Regions from separate parts of the Rattus norvegicus genome. Here region 1 is linked to region 2. Evidence: chromatin contacts called from public Hi-C data. All regions are on one chromosome and are shown on one strand. The core of a region is the stretch at or near the end of the contact, and the rest is flanking DNA. Distances in the headings are between cores, read along the strand shown. Region 1 holds the start of Rars1 (arginyl-tRNA synthetase 1). Region 2 holds the start of Spdl1 (spindle apparatus coiled-coil protein 1).

Region 1 (6,759 bases), core at 1,978-4,477, 1.0 Mb after region 2:
TGAGGCAGGCTCTTGCTCTGTAGCCCAGGCTGGTCTTGCACTCACAGCGATCCTCTGCTGTGCCTTTCCGGTGCTGGGATTGCAGAAGTGAGTCGAGCTCTTGACAATTTTTTTCTTTACCTGATTTATATGCGCAAGTCTTCTTTCTCCCATGATTCCTAGCTGGCCACGGTGCCATACTTTAGTTCTATCTCTTGGGAGACCAAGACAAGAGGACTGCCACAAGTCTGAGAGTGACAGGCTGTATAGCACAAATCACGACAGCCAGGGCCACGCTGCAAGACCTTGACTCAATCAAATTAAGCCAAAAGCACACACATTTTGCTACAACCACCTTTAGTGATGTATGCATTTGGTAAAACCTCACATAATGAACATTAGTACAAATAACAGCTTTTAAGAAAACGGATGCAGATTTCCAAAAACCTATGGGATTCTTTAACAGGGGAACTACCATGTTAGCGACAGTGTGTGATCACTACCAGTGTGGGCAGCTTTCCGTGACTACCTAAGGAAACGAGCCGAGTGGTCAGACTCTGCAGGCAGAGGTGGGGGAGAATCGGTGCGAGTTTGAGACCTGGTCTACTTAAGACAGCTCTGGAAAGGTCAGGGCTACATAGGAACCCTGCCTCAAAAACAGTACTAAATAAGGTTTTTTATCTTAAAAACCCATAAAAAGACAGAAAAGCAGTAAAAGAAAAACGAGGCAGCCATGTTTACGAGAAGAACATTCGTGAAATGCCCGGCCTGGGTGAGGTTTCAGACTCAGCCCCCAGCACCAGATAAAACTGGGTGTGGTGGTGCAGGTGCATGCCTGCAGTCCCACCACCTTTTACTGGAGGCAAGAGAATCAGGGAAGGAAGGAAAGAAGGAAGCTAGCAAGGTATTTTAGCCAGAACCATCTAGAATGTGCCTTCTAGTTGGAGTGTGTGGCCCAAGAGAACCAGGGGAAGGCAGCAAGGTGAAGCACACAATACTTTATTCCTGTGATATAAGCCAGCGCTATCCCCCCATCCCCACCCAACCTCTAGTTTTTTTTAAGACAGGATTTCTCTGTGTAGCCCTGGTTGTCCTGGGCCTCACTCTGTAGACCAGGCTGGCCTTGAACTAAAGGAGCAGCCTGCCTCTGCCTCTTGTACACAGACAAGCTTATTTTCACCACAGCAGTATTTCCCTTGTGTGCTTCCCTTCCTGCCTTCAGCAGCACACGAGTGCCTGACAGAGCTATCCTAGCACTGCTGATTCCAAACGGGTAAGAAGGAAATGGAGTGACACCTGTGCAATCCAGAAGGGCACACACACACACATAAAAACTCACACACAAGAACAATTACTGAGGCAACAGGCTGGGCTGTCATTAACAAACCTGAAAGGCAGGCCAAAAAAGCTCAACGTAAGCTTTTTTTGTTTTTAAGAAACAAAACAAAACAAAAAAAACCATTGATAAGCAATGCTGGACTCTAAGGCTGTTCAAATGGTGGCATAGGAGTACACACCTGTAAACCGAGAGAGAGAGAGAGAGAGAGAGAGAAAGAGGAAGAGAGAGAGAGAGAGAGAGAGAGAGACAGAGACAGAGACAGAGAGACAGAGAAATAGAGGCAGAAAAAGACTGCAGGGCGGAGGAGGCCCAATCCCAAAGCCATCCTGGTCTGAATAGCGAGGCTTGGAGAGGGGAGGAGGAAAGGCAGAGAAAGTTCTGCAGCATTAAATGCAAAGAAACCCAAAAGACGTTATAAATCACGACATACAATTGTAAAACAAGCAACCTAATAGCCTAGAAGTTAAGGTATCGGCATGTGCATTTTAAAACATCCCCATCAATTTGTTCCTGACAAATTATTTCTTCTATGGTAGTGAAAATGGTTTAAAAACAAAAAAACATTCCTTTGAAAGCATAGGCACAGACATTGAAGAAATCTCAGCTTCCAAACCATTCTTTAAACCATTGTAATGCACCACTTAGAGGTCCTGGGAAGCCGGCGCCTCCCCAATTTCTCCACCTGTGTAATGAGTCCTACCTTGCTTCATGGAGGAAAACAGATTTCTAAACCAACTCCTCTTTCCAGTTCTTATAGTGCACACTTTTAGAATCTTCAGTAATCAATCAATCAAAATAAATAAAAAAGTATTGGAAGATACCCAGAGGACTCACCCTTCGAAGAATATTCAGCCTATACTTCAATTTTAAATTTTCTTCTCGTAACTGTTCCAAACTTGGAGAAGCTTCTAAGTAACTACAGTTCTTCAGCCGGTCGATCTCAGCAGTCAGAGATTTAATCTCCTTTTCCTGTAAGGGAAATACACTCTCTCCAGTCCAGTCCAGTCCAGTCCAAAGGAATGCTTCCCAGATAAGGAAATCAGGTCAATGCATCCTGACTTAGTCAGAGTACAAGTTTCTGATTTTACTACCTGTATTGCTAAATCTTATAACTTGAACTAAAAACGAAACTAAAACAACAAAACAAACCGACAAAAATCAGTAAGACTTGGGGGCTTACACACGCCAGTAGTGCTTGCCTGGAGTAGGAGTGACTCTGGGTTAGATCCCTTTGGGGCAAAAGGAGTCAATATACACTTCCATCTTTTGTCATATTCAAAATCGCTCAAGTGTCTGTCTTTACCTTTTCTGGGTCTAAGTAAAATTCCCATCTCTCCAGTATCTGCTACTATAAACAGGACTGAGCAGTAAAGAGCTTGTCCATTTAACGTGTACCTCGGGGCTGCCGATTTGCATAAAGCAGTTGTTGTAACAAGGCAGACTTTGGCAAGCTGAGTTCCTAACACTCGTATCTAGGTCCGAAAAAGAAAAGAGAAAAAGGACTTGGTCCTACTTTCGTTTTTTAAAATTATGACATTGTCCCAGACCAACGCTGGCGGCTTCTTGGGAAGTTTCTGGCTGGGTCCCAGAGCACACCTGACTGCCCCATCCTGTCCAGGGCGGCCAGCAGAGTGGGCCTCGCTGGCCACTTCAGGCCCTGAGACACCCTCTCTTCTCTGAGTGACAGTCCCACGACCCAGACAAGAGCAAACGGCTGGCGGGGCAGCATGGTTTCGCAAGCCCGGGTCCGGGACTCGGGTCGTCGCCACCGCATGTGGAAGCCACTGAGTGCCTTGACCCGCCGCCGCCCGCTCCAGAGGCCTCCGCCCCAACCAGGGACAAACCTGCTGCAGCAACCGCGCGGAGCACTGAGCCACCAGACCGTCCATCCTTTCGTCAGCGACTCACATGCCAAGTAGCCGGAAGCGGAAGTGTCTAGTTTTGGCCGGAAGCGGAAATTCCTACCCTGGTCATTGTTTTCGGTCGTTCAGGGCGCGCCCTCTGCTGCCCCCTAGCGGGATCCAGGAGACACTGCGAGAGAAGCCCGGAGCAGGACTAGCTGATGTTGGGGTCAGGAAAGATGCATCTCAGGCCAAAGCTACCCTGTGTTTGGACCCTCTGTCTCTCAAGGCGCAGGCATAGGCACAGAACCCATAAACCCATCCCTCTGTTTCGTTTTGATGTTTCGAGACGGGATTGCCCTGTGTAGCCTTGGCTGTCCTGGAACTCAGTAAGTAGCTCAGAGTGGCCTCGAACTTGCCTATGCCTCTTGAGCGCTGGGATTAAAGGCATGCACCACCATTGCCTGGCAACCCATCCCTCTGTTGAACAATGTATGATGACCGAAAAGGAAAATATCCTCAAACTTCTGGAGACTGTCTGAAAGGGGGAAGACAAAACAGCTTTCGTTTTCTGATCTTTGTCCTTTCACCTCCCAAGGGCTACGATAACATGGATTTACCACCAAGATGGATTTAGTTCACCTTAAAATTTACTTATCTTCATCCTTAACATTAATATCAATGAATCTATGGGCTTAGTGTGCGGGTTATAAATGCCACATATTGGGGCTGGGGATTTAGCTCAGTGGTAGAGCACTTACCTAGGAAGCGCAAAGCCCTGGGTTCGGTCCCCAGCTCAAAAAAAACAAAACAAAACAAAACAAAAAAATAAATGCCACATATTAAATAAATATATTATAGGACTTGAGAGAGGTGGTTCAGTGGTTGAGAGCACTGGCTGTTTCCCCAGAAGTCCTAGTTTGATTCCCAGCCTCCACATGGCAGCTCACAATCACCTAGAAACATGCAGTTCCATGGGATCTGATGCTCTTTTCTGATGGGTGAGCATACATGCAGACAGAACACCCACATACATAAATGCATAAATTAAAAAAAAACAATAATTATTATAAGTAATAAAGAATGTAGCCGGGGTTGGGGATTTAGCTCAGTGGTAGAGCGCTTGCCTACGAAGCGCAAGGCCCTGGGTTCAGTCCCCAGCTCCGAAAAAAAGAAAAGAAAAGAAAAAAAAAGAATGTAGCCATAACTACCTGTGTTTTCTTTTTTGCTAGGGAGAGCAGGCTGGCCTAGAACTTAGGCTTTTCCTGCTTTCCAGAATTACATCTGTCACCTCTCTGGGCTTATAGTTTTCTACACTGTCACCAGCGGTACATATACCCCGCTTTAGAGAGATGCTGCATTAAGGCACTTGGTTATCACCACAGCCCATATAAAAACGTTAACCAAAAACAACCACACACACCAAACTGTGACTGCTGTGAATTCAGTCCAGCCTGGGTTAGTGAGTTTTAGGGCATCTTTCATCCTTGGCTGTAGAGTAAGGATCTGTCTCAGGGTAAGCAAGTAAGCAAGCAAAGAAAGGAAGAAAGAAAAAGAAGTCACAAGTCACTGAGAAACGTCTGTGTCCCCATGGCATAGAGGGGCTTTGGCTTTCCTTTGGTCAGCAGTCAGTAATTGAGTATTTGTCTTGTGTTACTGAATACTTCGTCGGGGGCTGAAATGGTGAACAAGGTGTGTCTGGCGCGTGAAATATGAAGACTAGGTGATCAGATACATATCGTTGGCAAGAAGTACCATAAATGTCAAGCCTATGACCTGATATTTCCAATTAGCTTCATTTACCCACTATCCTATGGTAGGCAGAAATTGATGACTGTCCTTACCATATTGCCAGCAATACATTTAGTTAGTAAAGTACTCTGGGAATAGCTGTACTAATGGTATGGGCCAGAGATATGAAAGTGAGTTATTCCAGAAGCATCTAGAAGATAACAAGTAGAATGTAAACTTCCCTGCTATGGCTTAACCTTCTATAACAGTAGAGGGGTGGATCTCAGCATTGTGGTTCTACAAGAGTAGAGAATGGATCTCAGCCCTGCCGTGGATCTCCAACAGCAGAGAATGGAGCTCGGTAATTTGGTCTACAGTAGTAAACACTAGATAAACAACGCAGGACTTTAGTTGCCAATGTCTTGTCTCTGTCTGTTGCCTTTCAAGCACTGGGGTTGACGAGCGTGTGGGAAGTAAATGGCCTGGGTCTGGAGCTCTGATGGTACATTTAAAACTGCATGCCGTGATTTATCCACAGACACAGGCATCGTCGTAAGAAAGGATGGGCAAAGGGAGAATTGGACAGAGTTCATCTTCACTTTATCTCATCTTCTGAGACTGACTCATTCTGTAGCCCTGGCTGGTCTGGAACTCACTTATATAACCCACGCTGGCCTTGGACTTGCAACCTTGTAAGTACTGGGATTATAGCCATGCTCAGCTTGGGTCGTGTTTATACGAGCAGTGACCTGGATGTGGCAGAAGAGACATTGAAATTCTAGCGCTGGGGGGCAGAAGCAGGAGCAGCAGCAACTCAAGATCATCCTTGCTAGATAGGGTAGCTCGTGCTTGAAATCCCAGAACTTGAGAAGCAGAGACGAGAGAAACAGGAGTTCAGGGTCAGCCTTGACTACATAGTGAATTAAAAGGTAGTCTGCTACATGCCAATGGGTCTTTAATTCTCTTCTTCCAGTGTTGGGATTGAACTCAGGGCTTTGTGATTGTTAAGCACACATTCTACTATTGAGCCACACCCCCAACCCCAAGACTTGGCCTCTTTATTTCTGTTTCTATTTCTTCTTTCCTCCTCTTCCTTCTCCTTTTCTTCCTCCTCCTCCCTCTCCCCCATCCCTTTCTCCCTGTCTTTCTCTCTCTCTTGAGACAAGGTTTCACTATGCTACCCCTGTCCTGGAACTCGCCATGTAGAGCAGGTTGGCCCCGAACTCAGAGATCTGTCTGCCTCTGCTTCCTGAATACTGGGATTAAAAGCATGTGCCTAGCGGAGAGACCTTTTCTTTATAAACAAAACAAGACCTAGAAAAATGGCTCTGCTGTTAAGAGCCCTTGCTACTTTTCCAGATGACTAGAGTTCCGGGCACTCGTGTGAGATGGCCCCTGACCACCTATAACTCCAGGGGATACAACTCTGCTGGCCTTCATGGGCATCTATGGATACACATATAAATAAAAGAAATCTTTAAAAACAAACAAGGCCACCCTAGACGGCAAAGTGAGTTTGAGACCAAGCTGGGGTCAATATAAAATAAAATGCACGTTGAGGTGATGGAGAGATGGCTCAGAGGTTATGAGCACTGACCTCTATTTCAGAGGACCTGGGTTCAATTTCCTGCACCCACATGGTGGCTAACAACTGACTGTAACTCCAATTCCAAGGGGATCCAACAGCCTCTTCTGGTCTCTATAGGCATTGCACCCACATGCAGGGGTGCACAGACATCTCTCCAGTCTGTTTTTAAGGTTTTCATACTGCTGAGACGGTCTCTAAGTCTTGCGTCCACTTGCAGGTGCTGGGATCACAGACATACATACACACCTATCCACATAAAATAGAAGTGAATATATTTCTTT
Region 2 (6,728 bases), core at 1,844-4,343:
CTGTGGGTGGTGTCACCCCAGGACATGTGGTTCTGGATAGTATCAGAAAACAGGTTGGCCAAGCCAGTAAGCAGCATCCATGGCCTCTGCATCAGTTCCTGCCTCCAGGTTCCTGTTCTGACTTCTCTAGATGAAATCAACCCTTTCCTCCCAAGCTGCTTTTGGTCATGGTGTTTCATCACAGTAACAGAAACCTAAATAAGATGTAAGTCAAGTCCTTAGATTTATTGATGGACAAAATGCAGGACCCCTTGACTTTAGGCTCAAGCAACTGGATGAAGGCCAATCCATTTACCAAAGCAAGTGAACATCCAATTAGCAGACAGAGAATGAGTTGTGTCAACCTTGAGATGTTCATTAATGGCAGGCACTTGGACACACTACTTTAGCCTTCAGGGAGAACTCAAGGCTTGGTGAAATGCCATGCAGCACTCAAAGGTTTAGAAATATAAAAGGAGTGAGGTAAGAAAAGCAGAGCATGGGCTGAACAGCACCTGGCCATGGAAATGTAGCCAGGAAAGCGAGCTGAACTCAGAGTCACCCAACTGCTGGAAAGAACACTGGACATTTATTTAGTTCTTCCCCTTCTCAATGCAGCTAGGGTGGGTAAAAAGAGTATGGAGTTACCACACAAACAAGTTTTTAGGTCCTAAGCACTTCCTTGTAAACAGGTGCATGGCTCCTACCTCAGCTGTGGTCATCATTTCTTCATGACATTTATCCAGCTGACTCTGCAACTCCGTCTGCCTCTCCAATAGCTGTAGGCCATACTGTGCAGCTTTCAGTCGCTCGTCTTCACACTCTTTGAGCTTGTTTCGAAGATTTGTGATATCTGCCTCCATGTTTTCTGTTTTCAATCTACTGGAAAGACAAAATACAACTACTTGAGCTGAACTTGGAACTAAATGTAGTGACATCAGAGCAAGAGAAGAAACATAAATAGTTGACAGTACCGTCATATAAAACCAAAGGGATATTAGATTTCAATTTCTGAACTGTACGAAAATTCCTCTTCTCAGAGATAGCACAGTAGGGATCAAGAAATGGCCAAACTCAGTAAAATTTGTGAAGGTTAAGTCAATACGATTTTCTGGTATGAATTCTGGGAGGTAAAAAGAAAAATTAATGCAAGGCTTCTGGCCAGAGCAATTACTAGAATGGAGCTACTCTCAGCTGAGGCACTGAGGTACAGAACGTTACAGGAAAGAAAGCAAGAATTCATATTTTGAGTATGACATGGTTAATTAAGCAATTGAATATGGACAGTGACAACATTAAGCCCTTAAGATTCTTCATCACTAGAAGATGAGCAGGATTGCTGACAAGACTCGGAATTGAAGACTGCTATGAAGAAGACCCAAAGTACCCTCAGGCATGACTCATGAAGTAAGCCAAAAGGACAAAATTCCTCCAGGGGGTGGAAAGGAACCATCATGGCAAACGATACTAAGGCAAATTAGGTGAGAAACTGGAAACTGCAAGTCCTGGCCCAAGATGCTCTGCTGGAGAAGTGAGCCAAAAGCTTGCTTGGGATAGGTTTGAGAGAACCTACACAGATATGGCAAAATGACATAAAAATCAGAGTGGAGGTCCAAAGCCTGGTGCACCAATCACTTTACACTCCAACGTCTCAAAAACGCAACCTGTATATGGTATTAAAGTGAGAGGAAGCTCTATGGGTGAGCTAGCCATCTGGGTTCAAAGCTCATTTCCACCACCAAACTGGCTACATCGTAAAAAAGTTTTGCAAACATCTTGTTTCATCTATCTTATAAATTCTGTAAGATAAGTAGAGTAAAGGGCCTCTGTCTAGGTATCAACAGAAATGCCATGTGAGCCAAAGGAATTTTAAACTTTCTGGGAGTCACATTTTCACAAATAAATACCAGGGAAAACATTTAACCAAAACATCCAAAATGTTACCACTGCAACCTCTAATCATTGAAAAAATAAACAAATACAAAAATCAATAAATCAACACGCAAAGCCTTGAACCCAAAAGTTCTCCTGCCTATAGGATGCACAGGGATAAAGACGGAGCAGAAACACTGACTGGCCCAACTTGAAACACATCCCATGAGAGCAAGCCAGCCCCTGACACTACTAATGCTACTGTGCTATGTTTGCAGATAGGAACCTAGCAGAACTAATTCCTGAGAGGTTTCATCCAGCAGCAGATAGAAGGGATGCAGAGACCAGGGCCAAGCATCCAGCGGGGCTCTGTGAGTTTTGTGGGGAAGAATAGGGGATAGAATTGAGCAAGCTAAAGGGGTCAAGGCCACCCCAGGAAGGCCAACAGAGTCAAATAACCTGGGCCCAGGGTGGCTCACTGAGGCTTAACCAACAACCAAGGAGGTTACAGGGGTTGGACCTAGGTCCCCTAACAATCGGAGCGGTGCTGTCTCTAATTCTGTTGCCTGGCATTGGATTCCCCTTCCCCTACCTGGACTGCCTAGTTGGGAGTGCTTATTTACCCCTGCTGGGGCTTGATTTCCCAGGGTTGGATGGTACTGGGGGGAGGGGGACTTCCCCTTCTCTGAGAAAAGACGGAGGGGGTAGTGGAGGTAGGAATTTGTGGGGACAGGACTGGGAGAGAAGGAGGGAGGGGGCTGAGATTGGGATGTAATGTGAATAATACATAAATAACAAAACAATTAAACAAGTAAAAAATAAGTGAATGAGATGCTACAATAAGCCTCCACCGTGTGTTACATATTTGCAACAGTTAATTCGGGCTGCACCACTGGCCAGGGCTTACGGTACTAGAGAACTCAGGACTCGGAGGTCACAGAACTAAATATCAAGATCACCCAGCACCGTGTTTACCCGTACGCAGTCAAACCCGCAGCGCAGCGGTCCGACCGAACACTACACCGACCCGGAAGGAGGCTCCTGAGAACTCAGGTTCCGGGACAACAGGCGTTCCGCCTGCGGCCGCCCGGTTCGCCCTTCCCGCCGCTCGCCCTTACCTCTCCCCACGTTTCCTGGCTGCTGCAACTGGAGGCCTGTCCGGAGAGCACTGGGCGCCCAGACGCGTGACACTAAATCTACCTCAGCATAGAAATACCACCCTCTTCATTCGGCCGAGGGTCTGTTCAGTAAGCGCCGGGGTTTTTGAATATTGTTCCCGCGAGAACTCGGGTTTCTCACGAGATGTGTTGTCCAATCCGCGCCTCCGGGGCAAACGAGAGGCGTGTCTTGCAGCGACTGCGCATGTGCATGCTGCGCGACTTGTGCTTTTAGGCGTTTCTGCTTGTCAGATTCCCTGGAAACTTTTTTTTTTATTTAACCAAGTGTTTGCTTTTAGTGAATTGTGTTTCTGAGGTGTATTTATTTGTTGTGGTCTTTAGCAGCGCCATTGTCGCCGGGTCTGAAGGTAATAGTAGTTCCACACTGGCCCGCCTGCAGTCGCCTTTAGTAGCTAAGGCATTGAGTCTAACCCGGGCCAGCACTGTGCCACATTCCACACGGATCTTCCCAGTTAGACCCGATCCACCCTGCCAGCTCCGCGGCATCTTGCACTTTCCGCAGAGGAAATTAAAGCCACCTCCAAAGAACACCCTAGTAATTCAAAGTCAAAGTGTTAGGACTGCTATTCAAACAAACCCAGCCGGTTCTGCAGGACAGCTCGAGAGCATGCGTGTCTAAATAGAAACCCCTTGTAATTTTACTTATTCTTTACACTTTTAAACAGTTGGAAATTTGGAGAGTTCTAGCAACTGGCACATGGCATCATGTCTTTTTTTTTTTTTTTTATCTAAGCACTTGGCTGCTTCTTTATCGTGATTGACTGTGTTGAATCTTTCCCGTCAGTAGATGAAGGTGCTGAAATGACTCATTGCAAAAATTAATCGAAAACTTCTCCGACGCCAGTCAACCACATTCCCATGTTTTTCTTTACATAACAAAACGTCTAAGAAGGTTTTCACTATTCAATTTTCTCCTCCTCCTCTCCCCCCTCTTCTTCCTCTTCTTCCTCTTCATCATCCTCCTCCTCCTCCTCATCATCGTCATCTCATCTAGATTTTTGAGACAGGGTCGCTGTGTAGCCCTGACTGTCCTGGAATTCTCCCTGCAGACCAGACTAGCGATGAACTCAACAGAGATCCGCCAGCCCCTCCTCGCGACTCCTGGGATTCGTTTCTTTTACTAATTTGTATTCCACCTGTCGTCTAGTCTTAAACCAGTATAGTGAATTGTCTCTTGACAGATCACCAGCGGGTTTTTGTTTGTTTGTTTGTTTTGTTTTTATTTGTTTGCTTCCTTGTTTTATCATGCAGGCCAAACTTGTACTGTACCCCGTTGATTTTTAACCTTCAATGTCCAGAGGTCAGTGTTTACTTTCCCCTTTTCCTGCATTTGGTAGAGTTGAATGTCTCCATTAAATTTTAATATCTTGATGTACCATAGCCTTTGACCTCCTGCCTTTTCACTTATAGACCGGTATTTCTGATGGAGCTAGACCAGACTTTAAAGGACTGAGCTGGTTTTTAAGATAAACAGTGATCTGTCAAGCAGATATAATCGTGAGAAAGATTAAATGAAGCAAATCCTATTTCTTCTACCATTCTCAGATTGTTCAACTCAGGAGTCAGGAAGATAACCTCTAGCCTTGGCCAGTCATGACTAGTTAACGCGTGTAACGAAGATCTTTGTGAACTCCTTGTTTCGTTCTTTGATTCAAGAGCGGGTAAGTCACACCATTTCTCATTTTGCCTCACGCCTGCCAAGTCTTCCACATTGTCTCTGTGATCTGCCTGCCATTCATTGACACAGAAAAACAACTTACCTCAGGGCAAGGTCATGTCCATCACATACCTTGTTACGTTCTGTATGACAACTGTTAATCTTCAGTTCCACAAAGCTTTACATAGGACCCATCAAATTAAAGGTCAACACAAACTGTCATGTCTGAAATGGCTTGAGTCAGAGCTGACCACTGGGCAGCACTCCCAGCACCTACACAGGAGCTCATTGTGACTTTTTCCTTCATAAGCCTGCCCTGAGAAATTCTCAGAGTCTTAGCCTCAGCTGCCAGATTCTGAGCTACAGACCTGATAGATCAGTCTTAGGGTGTGCATTCAATAAACCATCCCTGTCTGACTGAGCTTGGCATTTGTGTGGTTTCTGGGGGGACTCCTGAACCCCAACCATATATATATATATATATATATATATATATATATATATATATATATATATATCCCTACATAGAAGGAGCTGTGTAAAAGGAAAAGCGTATTTTGTCTGGATATTCAAAAGATGCACTGGCGCTAAGCAAGGTCTTAGAAGATGGCAGAACTAAGGAAAAATGGACTGGGAGAGAGAACCATGTTCACGGAGTCTTAAAAGCCACTCTCTCTGTAATTGTTAAACACAGTTTATAGGAGAACTTTGATTTGGGCTTGTCTTTCTACACTGGTCATCCACATGAAAGCAATATGGAATCACTTGTGCTAACTGGCACATGAATAACTGAGCTTCAAGACCATCTTCAGTGACCAGACAGTTCAAATCAGGTGGATGCTGAGCTGGGAGCTGAAGAGGTCTTGTTGTAAGACCCCATAGTGGCCTTACCTCAGGAGCGCCACCCACAGAGCACAGATTGGCAAAGTGACCGCTGCAATAGCATGAGGTTTTTTAATCCACATAAATGGGGTGGTTCATCCACGCAGGGAGAGGCAACCCCGAACCCAAAAAGCACACAACTTTTATTCATTACAGAGCGCAGATTTCAGCAACAGGGTTAGCTGGCCTATTCTCATTGGTGGTACACAGGACAAAGGATCTGGTCAGGTATTGGCTGGCGTGCTCAAGGGGCTGTTCTCGGCTCAATTAGTCACTTTCCTCATCCAACCTGGTCTTGGAGAATCACTGGGAAAGGGCTAAGTTAGCACATCCCTTGCGGGGGTGGGGGTGAACTGGGTAGTCGAGCAGGGTCAGGATGACATCTTGCAGTTGTTCTCGGAATTTACCACAGGGAGGGGTAGGGGGGTCTTTCCGAGAACAGTTGTTTTTGTTTAATTAGCTTAGTCAGAATCTTGTTGACCAGAACTTATTTCATATCACTGAGCATCCTGACGTCAGATGTATCTCTCAGAAAGGTCACAGATTTGTCATAGGCATCCTGACCACCAGAAGTATTTCTCAAAACCTTGTTTTTATAACTTTGTTTCTCATATCTATGAAACTATGAAACTTTATTTCTTCAGTCTCTCCACCTTGCTTGTTTCCTGTCTGCAAATACTTCCTGATCTTGTTGAGAGGAGATGTTAGAATGTTTTCTGATCCAGAGGAATGCAGTAACTTAGCATCATAAATAAAAGTCAGTTAGCATCTTTAAAGTAAACCTGTTGTGGTTTTTATCCTTTTGACATAGTTAAAAGTCCTTGTTTAGGGATGCCCTGGATAGAGTATAGCCAGTACCACCACCGGACACTAGGTGTCGCAAGTGAAACGATTTTAGATCGCTTCCTAGATTAACTTGTACTCTTTAGTAGTTAGAAGAACAGGTCTTCAAAAGAGACTGGGGTCCGCATGCATGCCTGACATGCCAAAGGTTTAGGCCGGGGCGGAGTCTTCTGTGTCTGTCATTTTCACTTTAAATCAGAGAGGGTGCATTCCTTCTCACATGATAGTGGGTTCACAGGGCATAGGAAAGGCTTCTGAATTCTGAGAAGCAACAAAATATCCACGGTTGTCTCCATTAAAGTTCCTAATACTATAGT

What was found. Hi-C and Micro-C count contacts between places; a contact is called where the count stands out from the background.
Region 1: a contact with region 2 is called in a Hi-C map of psoas muscle, with 2.5 times the contacts expected there. The contact joins the promoter of Rars1 here to the promoter of Spdl1 in region 2. A contact is called at or near these places in 3 of 12 Hi-C or Micro-C datasets (frontal cortex, mammary epithelial cells and psoas muscle).

What each region holds. Positions count from the first base shown.
Region 1 is chr10:20,796,024-20,802,782 of GRCr8, forward strand. Rars1 (arginyl-tRNA synthetase 1) reads right to left here and starts at 3,228. Exons shown (of 15, transcript NM_001105777.2): 1 at 3,163-3,228; 2 at 2,153-2,287. The coding sequence starts at 3,207.
Region 2 is chr10:19,795,204-19,801,931 of GRCr8, forward strand. Spdl1 (spindle apparatus coiled-coil protein 1) reads right to left here and starts at 3,094. Exons shown (of 12, transcript NM_001034138.1): 1 at 2,970-3,094; 2 at 687-861. The coding sequence starts at 842.